Linked DNA regions of Macaca mulatta: region 2 is linked to region 1. A link is a contact called in public Hi-C data. All regions are on one chromosome and are shown on one strand. Each heading gives the region's core, a stretch centred on a gene start, on an enhancer-like site or on the middle of the called end of the contact. The rest is flanking DNA. Distances are from core to core; before and after follow the strand shown. Region 1 holds the start of DES (desmin). Region 2 overlaps ASIC4 (acid sensing ion channel subunit family member 4).

Region 1 (5,269 bases), core at 2,713-5,212:
CTTCTGTATGCATCTCTTTACCTTCTCTTAGCCTATCCCTGTGCAAGGCTTCTCTCCCTCCCTCTCTCTATTTGCCTCTAACTGCTCCCTCCATTTCCCTCCTCATCTCTCCCCATTCTGCTTTCATCTCTCCCTTGACTGGCAGTAATATTTTATTATTGGTTGCTGAATATGTTTTTTTGCTACTGGTTCTTAATTCTGAAGGTGGATAAGGGAATACTTATATTTCTCTTTTTATAAATGCTGTTAATTAAATTGCTTTTTACCCAGGTGGCCTTGGTTAATTCTCTGCAATTAATACAGCAGTGGCCTCTTGTATAAAATTGTTTCCAGGCTGGGTACGGTGGCTCACGCCTGTAATCCCAGCACTTTGGGAGGCTGAGGCAGGTGGATCACCTGAGGTCAGTAGTTCAAGATCAGCCTGGCCAACATGGTGAAACCCCATCTCTACTAAAAATTCAAAAATTAGCCAGGCATGGTGATAGGTGCCTATAATCCCAGCTACTCAGGAGGCTGAGGCAGGAGAATTGCTCGAACCCGGGAGGTGGAGGTTGCAGTGAGCCAAGATGGTGCCATTGTACTCCAGGCTGGGCAACAAGAGCGAAACTCCGTCTCAAAAAAAAAAAAAAAAATTGTTTCCATGTCTTGTTGAGGTAGCCTCCTGGGGACAGGAATGGGCCACCCAGCACCACCCACTTCCCCACTCCGGCTCCTGCCTGGCCCCTCACCGGCTCTCCTCTCCCTCCAGCAGTTTCCGGTAGGTGGCGATCTCCACATCCAGGGCCATCTTCACATTGAGCAGGTCCTGGTACTCGCGCAGGTGGCGGGCCATCTCATCCTTGAGGTGCCGGATTTCCTCCTCCAGGCGCGCGATGTTGTCCTGGTAGCCACTGGCCTCACTGGCAAATCGGTCCTCCAGTTCCCGCATCTGCCTCATCAGGGAATCGTTCTGCAGGAGAGGGGGAACCCAGGTCAAGGAAGGGAAGAGGACACTGGGAGCCCAAAATGAGGAAGGACACAGCTTTGGGGCTGGCAGGCAACTCCAGATGGTCAGGCCCAGGACATGTTGAACCCTGAACTCAAATGAAATCTATATGTGGACACTCAGAATAAAATAGATAAAAAGGAACATCTGTGTTCAGCCTCAGAGTCCGCACACAGGCAGATGCCCCAGGAACCCCTGATTCTTTAGCATCCAACTGGAATCCACTTGTCTGGTTTTATCCCTATTGTAGATTTAAGTAGATGAAGGCCCAGAGAGGGTCTATGATGGGCCCAAGGTCACAAAGTGAGGGTGTGAACTGCAGACAGGAAGGGGCAGGGCCTGGCCAGGTGGGTAGGGACTCACAGTGCCCTTGAGGGCATCAATCTCGCAGGTGTAGGACTGGATCTGGTGTCGGTATTCCATCATCTCCTGCTTGGCCTGGCGCAGGGCATCGTTGTTCTTGTTGGCTGCCTGGGTCAGGTCTGACACCTAAGGGCGGAGAAAGGAGCCCAAAAATGAGGAGGATGCAGGGCACAGGTAGGGATGAGCAAGGGAGCATGGAGCCTCTGGGCTCTCCTCCCATGGATGATGCCACAGGCAGCACATCCAAGCTGGGGCTCAGGGTGACAGAGATGCCAGTCCCTGGGTGAGGCCACCCACCTTCGACTTGTACCACTCCTCAGCTTCAGAAATGTTCTTAGCCGCGATAGTCTCATACTGAGCCCGGATGTCCCTGAGGGCGGCAGTGAGGTCTGGCTTAGACATGTCCATCTCCACCTGGACCTGCTGTTCCTGAAGCTGAGCCTGCAACTCACGGATCTCCTGTAGGGCATGGCTGGGCTTCAGTCCCCTCTCAGGGCCCACACAGCACCCTCACACCCCTATTCCCAGCCAGAGCCTCACCCCAGCCCCACTTTCCGGCTGCTTTCCCCATGGCCCAGTGACCCCAGGAAGAGGGGCCAAGGCATACCTCTTCGTGCACTTTCTTAAGGAACGCGATCTCCTCGTTGAGAGATTCAATTCTGCGCTCCAGGTCAATGCGAGCTAGAGTAGCTGCATCCACGTCCTGGGAGAGGCCAAGCAAGAAGGACATAGTCACCACCACCCAGGTGGGGTAGAGCAAAGCCAGAGGCCATGCGAGGGGAAAAGAAGGGCACTCACCGCTCGGAAGGCAGCCAAATTGTTCTCTGCTTCTTCTTTCAACTGAATCTCCTCCTGCAGCCTGGGTGGGACAGACAGACAGACAGACAGTTGTGGGCGATAAAGCTGGCAGTGGAAACGACTGGCCGGGTGCTGACCAGGGAGTAGGTATGGGACAGAGCGGGAGGGCCTGGCTGCTGGGTAGACACAGGAGAGAAAGGGAGTGGAGAGGCCCCACCCATCCAGGGAGGGCACAGGAAGTGGCCCAATCTCTGCCCAGGAGCCACACCCTTGAAGTCTATGTCCCCACCAGATTGTGTGACCTCCCTGGGGTTAGAAACTGTGTCTATTTTATCCGCCTCTGTGTTGCTGGTTCCCAGCTCCAGCCTGGCCAATATAACTGCTCAATTAATATTTATGACTTTGGTGGCAGGAGGGTGACTCTGCTCACTTGGCCTGTCAGAAGTGGGACCAACAGATACGCTATACTTGCTGCCCTTTTCGTTTCAGGAGCCTGGTGAGGCCTACAGTCAGGTCCTCCCAAGCTCTCTGAGAGCTGTGGCCCCCACCTACTCCCTTTTTCTCCAGCCTGTCTATCCACCTTGTAAAAACACACAGTCTCAGCAAGTCCCCAGGGTCAAGCTCCCCACTCCACCCTGCCTCCCCAGGGCCTCATCACAGCTGAGCTGAGAGCTGTTGCTTGGACTCTGGGCCCTTGCCCTGCTTTCCCTGTCTCCTATCAGCCTCCCTTCTCCCTCTGGCTACACTGCCCTCTGGGCTTCCTGCAGCCCTTCCTCTGCCCATCAACTACCTGACCCCATAAACATCGCCCCAGCATCTTAAAATGCTTTTTAAGGGGGCTGCCCAAATGGCACCGGGTCCCCTAAATTCTCCCATATCCACCCCCTGATCTATGTCCCCAAGAAAACTCCTATGCAAGATGGGATCGCAGGGGGAGAGACCTGGAGGTCACGGCCCCTTGAAACACACGGGTGGAGGACCCTTTCCCCGCGTGGGGCAGGAGAGGGTCCCGGACCCCGGGAGAAGGCATGTGCTGACAGCGGGACCCCAGCCCCCAGGCCTAGCCCCCTGTGCCCCGCCCGCGGAAAGAGGAGTCTGGGGCGCCGGGCCCTCACTTGGCCTTGAGCCGCTGCAGGTCGTCGAGCAGGTTGTCGCGCTCGACGTCGACGCGGGCGCGCTGGTTAGTGAGCACCTCCACCTGGCGCCGCAGCTCGCGCAGCTCCTCCTCGTAGAGCTCGGCCACTCGCGTTGGCTCGCGGCCCTTGAGCCGGTTCACCTCGGCTGCGAGCGCCGCGTTCTGCTGCTCCAGGAAGCGCACCTTCTCGATGTAGTTGGCGAAGCGGTCGTTGAGTTCCTGCAGCTCCACCTTCTCGTTGGTGCGCGTGGTCAGAAACTCCTGGTTCACCGCGTCGGCCAGAGAGAAGTCCAGCAGCTCGCCCGCGCCATAGGAGGAGGGCGCGCGAGTGGTCCCCAGCCGGCTGGCCCGCAGCGACCCCAGGCCCCCGGCCCCGCCCGACGTGCGCGACACCTGGTACACGCGGGACGTCACCGAGCTGGAGGAGCCCTTAGAGCCGAAGCCCGCCCGCGGGAACACGGGCGAGCTCAGCGGGGAGCCGAGCGGGAAGCTCGGAGCCCCGCCGAAGGTGCGGCGGTAGGAGGACACGCGCTGGCTGGACGAGTAGGCCTGGCTCATGGTGGTGGCGCGGGCGAGGCTGGCGGGCACACGGAGGAGGCGGCGGGCAGGCGGCCGGCCGGAGAGTGGATGCGGCGAGGGAAGACAGGGCCCCCAGCCGTCTGCACTATTTGTATCCCTCCTGACATCAGCCCCCGCTGCCCCTCCCCTGACAGCTGCAGGATCCCGCTGTCCTGCCAGGAAAGGGCGGCCCCTGGCCGTGGGGGCGGGGAGGCCAGCTACCCCGCAAGAGGCCTGCGCCCCTGAGTCAGCCAGTGGGGGTCCTGTGACAGGCAGGCCTGCCAATCCTTCGCCAGGGCAGCAAGCATGCCTGCAGTCCCCAGGCGGGCCTCTTTCAGCCCTGGTTATCTCCTCGTCCTGGCCGGGGAGGGGGTCAGGGGAGACAGCAGAAGAGAGGCTTCCCTTTAGTTTGAGGGCCTCCTTTTTGGTCAAGGAGAGACTTTGGGTCATTTCTTAAAGGGTCAAGGCCTGCTTCCAGAAAGGCCCCAAACCACCTTGTTCCTAAACATTGTCTTGAAGTTGAAGAGGTTTGGGAGGTCTCAGGCAAAGACCAGCCAGGCTGGAGGGTGGGGTCTCTAGGCAGGCAGGGAGGGCCGGGAGATGCCTGGCAGGCAGAGGGATCCTGGCCAAAGCCTGCCATGTATATCTGCAGGCGAGCTGGCCCTGAGCCTCAGTTTCCCTCTGGACTGGTACAGGCCCTCTTCCTCCCCCCTACTGTGGATGGCGAGGCCTCAAGTTTATAAACAGTAGGGTGATTTCCAGAAAGGGTCTGATGAGCTTTCAGTTTCCAATTGCTATGTCCACTCCCACCCCCGCACAGACTTTGTCTGGCTCCTGCCCCCAGGGTCCCCCACCCCCTCCCTGATTCATCCCCCTACTCACACCCCCCACGCCCACACACACCAGGGGTTTGTGTTTTGTCAGGAGCTGCATGTCAACCCAACCATCTTCCTGGCAGCAACAGCTGCCAACCCCAAATACCAGAGTGAGTATTTATAGAGGAGAACGCATCGGCTGGGAAACAAGGCACAGGAGAGAAGCTGTGGGGGGCAGGGGGTACCTGAGGAGGCATGGATGGGCGTCAGATAATCAAGGAAGACTAGGGTGACAGCCCCAATCACTTCCCACCCCCTATAATGCTCCAGGGCCCCCCCCCCGCCCACAAAAATGGAGCCCCACAGAGGGCCTGCCCAACCTCCAAAGCCCCCTCCTTAGTACAGGGCACTTGCTGACCCCTAAGGACATCCACCATTCTCCATGGGCACTGGCTGTGTCTCTACACCTCCACCTGGCACTCCAGGCCCCTCTTGGACTTGACCCTTTTGGAATGCAAACCCTGGAAATAGAGCGCTCTATTAGGAGCCAGTCACTGGTCCTACCCCAGCCCTGCCATCACCAGCTGGAGGGGTTACTAGTAGGCATGTCCTTGT
Region 2 (5,050 bases), core at 457-2,956, 110 kb before region 1:
TCCAGCATGATCTCCAGGCCACTGCCCATGCCCCCTGCCCGGCTGGGCAGCGAGCTCCGCGGGTCCGCGTTGAAGGTATAACACTTCCCATAGCGAGTATAGACCTGGGAGGTGGGGTGAGAGAGCAGGAGGGGAGATGAAAGTAGTGGCCAAGGCAACTCCGAAGTTCCCTGCTCCCCGCCGAGGGCCACTAGATCTGCTTGGACACTCCAGTCCCATATCCTAGCAAGCAATGTATAGCCCAGTCTCTCCAATGAGCGCCAACTTTTCCACTGATGGCCTCCCTTAGATGATTAAAAGGCATCTCCAACTTAACATATCAGCACATCAACACCTTCCCAAACGCTGCCTGCCCCACACCATCCTCCTCCTCCCTAGTAAACCACCCCACTATATCCATCCAGTTTCTCAAGTCGGAATTTCTAAAATCTCCCCATCCATCATCCCTGCTTCTTTTTCTTTCTTTTTTTTTTAGATATGGTCTTGCTCTGTTGCCCAGGCTGGTATGCAGTGGCACGATCTCGGCTCACAGCAGCCTCAACTTTCCAGGCTCAAGCCATCCTCCTGCTTCAGCCTGACAAGCAGCTGGGATTGCAAGCATATGCCACCAAGCCTAGCTAAGTTTTTTTATTTTTTATTTTATATTTGTAGAGACAGGGTCTTGCCATGTTGCCCAGGCTGGTCTTGAACTCTTAGGCCCAAGCAATCCTTCTGCTTTTGGCTTCCCAAAGTGCTGGGATTACAAGCATAAGCCACCACATCCAGCCTCCAGGCCACTTCTGAAATATATTTAGAATCCATCCACTTTCCTTCCTTCTCCAGCAACCCCCATTTTGCCATCTCCTTCTAACTGGTCTCCCACCTTGGTCCACCATTGCCCCTCCCTACTGGAAGCTATGGTGCCCAGTCCACGGTGCTCAGATCCAATGAAACCACTCACTGACTTACCCAACAATAGCTTCCCATTTCCCACATAACAAAGTCACGCTCCTTCCCTAACCCAAAAGTGCCCATGTGATGTGGCCCTTGCCTGCCTTTCCGCCACCTCCCCCATATCTGACAAGTTCAGACACTCGGACTCCTTTCCTCCTCAGGCTTTTGTTGTTGTTGTCCCCTCTCCTGGAATGCCACTGCACACACACTCTTGGTATGGCTAGCTGCCCATCGCTGAAGCCTCAGCATGTCACACTCATACATCACACAGACACGTTCAGTGTCACCGTCCTTGCATCCACATGTCTGTTAGTTTGCCCCAAGTACTTATCAAGACCTGAGATGATCTTGTTCATCTACTTGTCTCCTGTCCATTGTCCATCTCCCTCAATGAGCGTGTATGCTGCACAGAAGCAGTGAGCCTGTCTGGTGTCCCCAGCCTCCGGCCCAGTGCGGGGCACAAGGGACACTTAATAAGCTGTCTCTGCAGCACAGAAGCCAGGCTCCCTTTTCCTCTGCGGACAGTTCTCCTGCATGGACAGCAGATGGCGCTGGCGCCCCGGAGATGGAAGCCCAGGCTCCTGCTGGGGATTTAGCTGCCGCCAGCAGCTGCGCAGCGGCAGGGGTGGAGAAGAGGCTGAGGGAGAGGAGGGTTCTAGTTCCCCCGTGCCAGGCTTCCCCAACAGAGCCGAGCCCCTGGGTCAAACCCATCACAGGCAGCACCTTCCCTGGGGGCAAGGGGTCGGCGCACTCAATCACGCTCTCCCGCTCCCCCTCCCCTCTCCTTGGGAACATTTTCCACTGGTAAAAGCTGGGAGAAATAGCAGGAAGCAGTGTGGAAGGAAAAAGAGATCCTGAATGCCTGGTTTCACAGGGGGAGTGCAGAAGGAAGAGGGGCCGGGTGGAGAGCAGCGAACCAACTGAGAGTCCTCCCGAGACCTCCTAGGGGTCCCCATCCCTGAGAACTAGACCACCCTGCTGCGGTGCTCTGGGAGCTGCAGCCCGGATCCTTCTCTCTCCCACAGTTCTTCTACCACTCAACCACCCTGCCTCCCGTTCCCGAAACAAAAACGTGTGCACCACAAACAAAGCACCCTGAGTTTACAGAACATGGTGCCGTCTACCGCTGCCCACATCCCCTCAGTACCAGCTAGGTGTAGTTGTCCCGACTACTGCAGATGAGGACATCACAGCTCAGAGAAGTGAAGTGACATTCAAAGTCACACGGCTGGGAAGAAGGAGAGGTGCACCTCATCCAGGGGTCAGGGGCAAGGCTCCAGCTGCTCCCGCAAACCATTGCTTGTACCCCCACCCCAAGCCTACCCTACCTCAGGACCCAGCTCCTGCCCCAGCCCCATCCAGGTAGATGAAACAGGAATGGGCCCCAGGCCCGTCCCCTTCTCTTCTCCCATTCCCCTTTCGCTTCTGCACCGTTCCTCTTGACCTTCCTCACCCTTTCTTCTCCATATCGGCTTCCCTTCAATTCCTCACCTGTCCCCCGAGTCTTCTCCTTTCCTAACACCCCACACACACCTTTACCAGCTTCCAGGTTCAAGTTCTTGACCCCATTGGTATCACCCCTGCCCTCCTCCCTATTATGTGTCCATCTGTGGGGCAGGAGTGGGTGTCACGGACAGCTCAGGAGCGCTCAGTATGCCCCATGCAGTGTGCTAAACGCTTCACATGGTCTATCTGGATGAATCCTCACAACTACCCTGTGAGGTGGGTATTATTATCTCCCCATTCTGCAGAGAAAGAAATGGAGGCTCAGAGAATTCAGCTGGTTTCCCAAGATGTTCAAGCTCAGGGCTTCTCAAATGCTATTATGCACATGAATCAGGGGGATCTTTTTAAAGTGCAGATTCTGATAGAACAGATGTGGGGAGGGGGTTGGACAAGGCTGAAAGTCCATGGACCACACTGTGAATAGAAAGGCACTAGATGAAGGGGGAGAACCCAGCAAGACAGCCCGACTCTAGACCTGTGCTCTTATCACAAGTCACTGGAGGTGGAGGAACCCTGAAGTGGGCTGGGTGCAAGATTCCTCTGTCCCATCCGGGTGCAGTGGCTGACACCTGTAATCCCAGCACTTTGGGAGACCGAGGAGGGCAGATCACTTGAGGTCAGGGGTTCGAGACCAGCCTGACCAACATGGTGAAACCACATTTCTCCTAAAAACACAAAAATTAGCTGGGCATCGTGGTGGGCACCTGTAATCCCAGCTACTCGGGAGGCTGAGGTAGGAGAATTGCTTGAACCCAGGAGGCGGAGGTTGCAGTGAGCTGAGATCACACTGTACTCTAGCCTGGACAACAGAGCGAGACTCCATCTCAAAAAAAAAAAAAAAAAAGTCCAGGCCCTGGGGGTCATGCCTGTAATCCCAACACTTTGGGAGGCTGAAGCAGGTGGATCACAAGGTCAGGAGTTTGAGACTAGCCTGGCCACATGGTGAAACTCCCATCTCCACTAAAAATACAAAAATCAGCCGGGTGTGGTGGCAGGCGCCTGTAGTCCCAGCTACTCAGGAGGCTGAGGTAGGAGAATCGCAAATGGCTGAGATTGCACCGCTGCACTCCAACCTGGGTGACAAAGCGAGACTCTGTCTCAAAAAAAAAAAAAAAAAAAAAAGGAAAAGAAAAACTTCCTGGTTCCTAGTGGTTTGGAAAAGGCAGATGGGAGGCATATATTAGTATTTGTAGAAATCTGAAAGTACTCAACCTCTTCCTAATTCAAACCAAGAAGATGCTGGAATCAGCTCTTGCTGACACAGCCAGTTTTGCGTATACGCTTCAGTTGAAAGGCTAAAGAAGGCATGGTCGACGTGGGGTACCCATATTATGAGCTCCTCACTCGTGTCGCTCAGCATTCAGCACCACCTTGGCGGAGCCCTGTCTGTCAGGCACCATTATGGTCTCTCTGAAGCTCAGCCTCACCCATGGGACCATGAACTCCTTGTGACCAGGAGTCCTGTTTCCCTCTTGGCATCCCCAGAGCCCAGCAAGATTTGCAGAAGGAGGTGTGAGATGGGAGGAAGGAAAGCAAACACTGTCAAACATCCCCACTTTGTACCAAGTCCTGTGATAGGTGCTTTTGATCTATTTTCTCTTTTGAGTCTCCAAGAAACCCATATGAACTAAGTATTGTTGTCCCCATTTAATGATTAGGTACCGGAAGCTCAGAGAAGGAAAGTGACTTGGCTAAGGGCACACAGCAAGTAAATGACAGCCGAGATTCATACAGAACTGAACCCTGTGTCAAAGCACAGTAGGTGCTTATAGAACACCTGGTGGGTGTTCAGTGAATGAATGACTCTTGGAGGTTCCTGACTCTCGGAGGGGCTGGGGCAGCGTCCCTACCTGGTACCTACAACAGACACACACAGACATATGCTACATGGCACCGAGCCCACTCCACACAGGGCAGAATGAATGCCTAGCTGGCGAGGGTGGTGGTTCCTTGGCACACAAACCCTCAAGGTGGCTGTGCAGAGTCAGGGTGACAAAGGGACATGGGTGGAAGTTGTCTGGGTCTCAGGGATACTCTGCAGGGAACAGACCGGCCAGACTGGCAGGAGGAGGATACTAGCACAGCCTGGGTCAGTCCTGACTGCTGGTCAGAGCGCAGTGTTGCCCAGGAGACAGTCCCTGGGCCAGGCAGGCAGGGGCGGGTGGAGCCATCAGCTTCTAAGTGGCAGACCTCTGGTGGCAGCACAGCCCACAGCTTCTTCCATGGAGACGGCACGGCAGCTCTGCCACAAGGTCCCACAGGTTGTCCACTGCTCCCTCCCCATGGACTGGCCCAGGAAGGGGGGGCACAGTATGCAAAGGAGTTGAGAGTCCAGGGTCCAGTCACAGAAAGGGGAAGGTTGTGGGCCAGGGAGTGTCCTGATGGCAGAGGGGCTATCTCCAGATCACCAGCTCTCAGTCTCTGGGTGCTGTCCTCATCTCAGACCCCCACCTCCTCCTTTGGTCTGGCCCTCCTTGTCTCTCTGCCTTAGCTCCAGGCCCACACTGCTAGCCCTAGCAGGTGCATGTGGCTTCCCAAAGCCCCTCCCGGCCTTGGCTGACAGCTCCTAGACAGGACTATGTCTGTGCTGCACACAGACCCTCGGGTCCCC

What was found. A called contact is a pair of places that touch in the nucleus more often than the background predicts.
Region 2: a contact with region 1 is called in a Hi-C map of fetal cortex germinal zone, with 4 times the contacts expected there. The contact joins the enhancer-like site here to the promoter of DES in region 1. A contact is called at or near these places in 9 of 14 Hi-C or Micro-C datasets (CD4 T cells, blood, cortical neurons and 5 more).

What each region holds. Positions count from the first base shown.
Region 1 is chr12:124,658,671-124,663,939 of T2T-MMU8v2.0, reverse strand. It overlaps DES (desmin), which reads right to left and starts at 3,962. Exons shown (of 9, transcript NM_001194266.2): 1 at 3,262-3,962; 2 at 2,147-2,207; 3 at 1,956-2,051; 4 at 1,646-1,807; 5 at 1,349-1,474; 6 at 729-949. The coding sequence starts at 3,839.
Region 2 is chr12:124,768,502-124,773,551 of T2T-MMU8v2.0, reverse strand. ASIC4 (acid sensing ion channel subunit family member 4) reads right to left here. Exons shown (of 10, transcript XM_002808025.4): 2 at 1-104. Among named protein-coding and RNA genes, the nearest start is that of CHPF, 15 kb to the left of the region's middle. Within about 2 kb of position 1,706, at least 5 of the 40 cell types and tissues checked have an H3K27ac peak or open chromatin away from gene starts, as enhancers often do.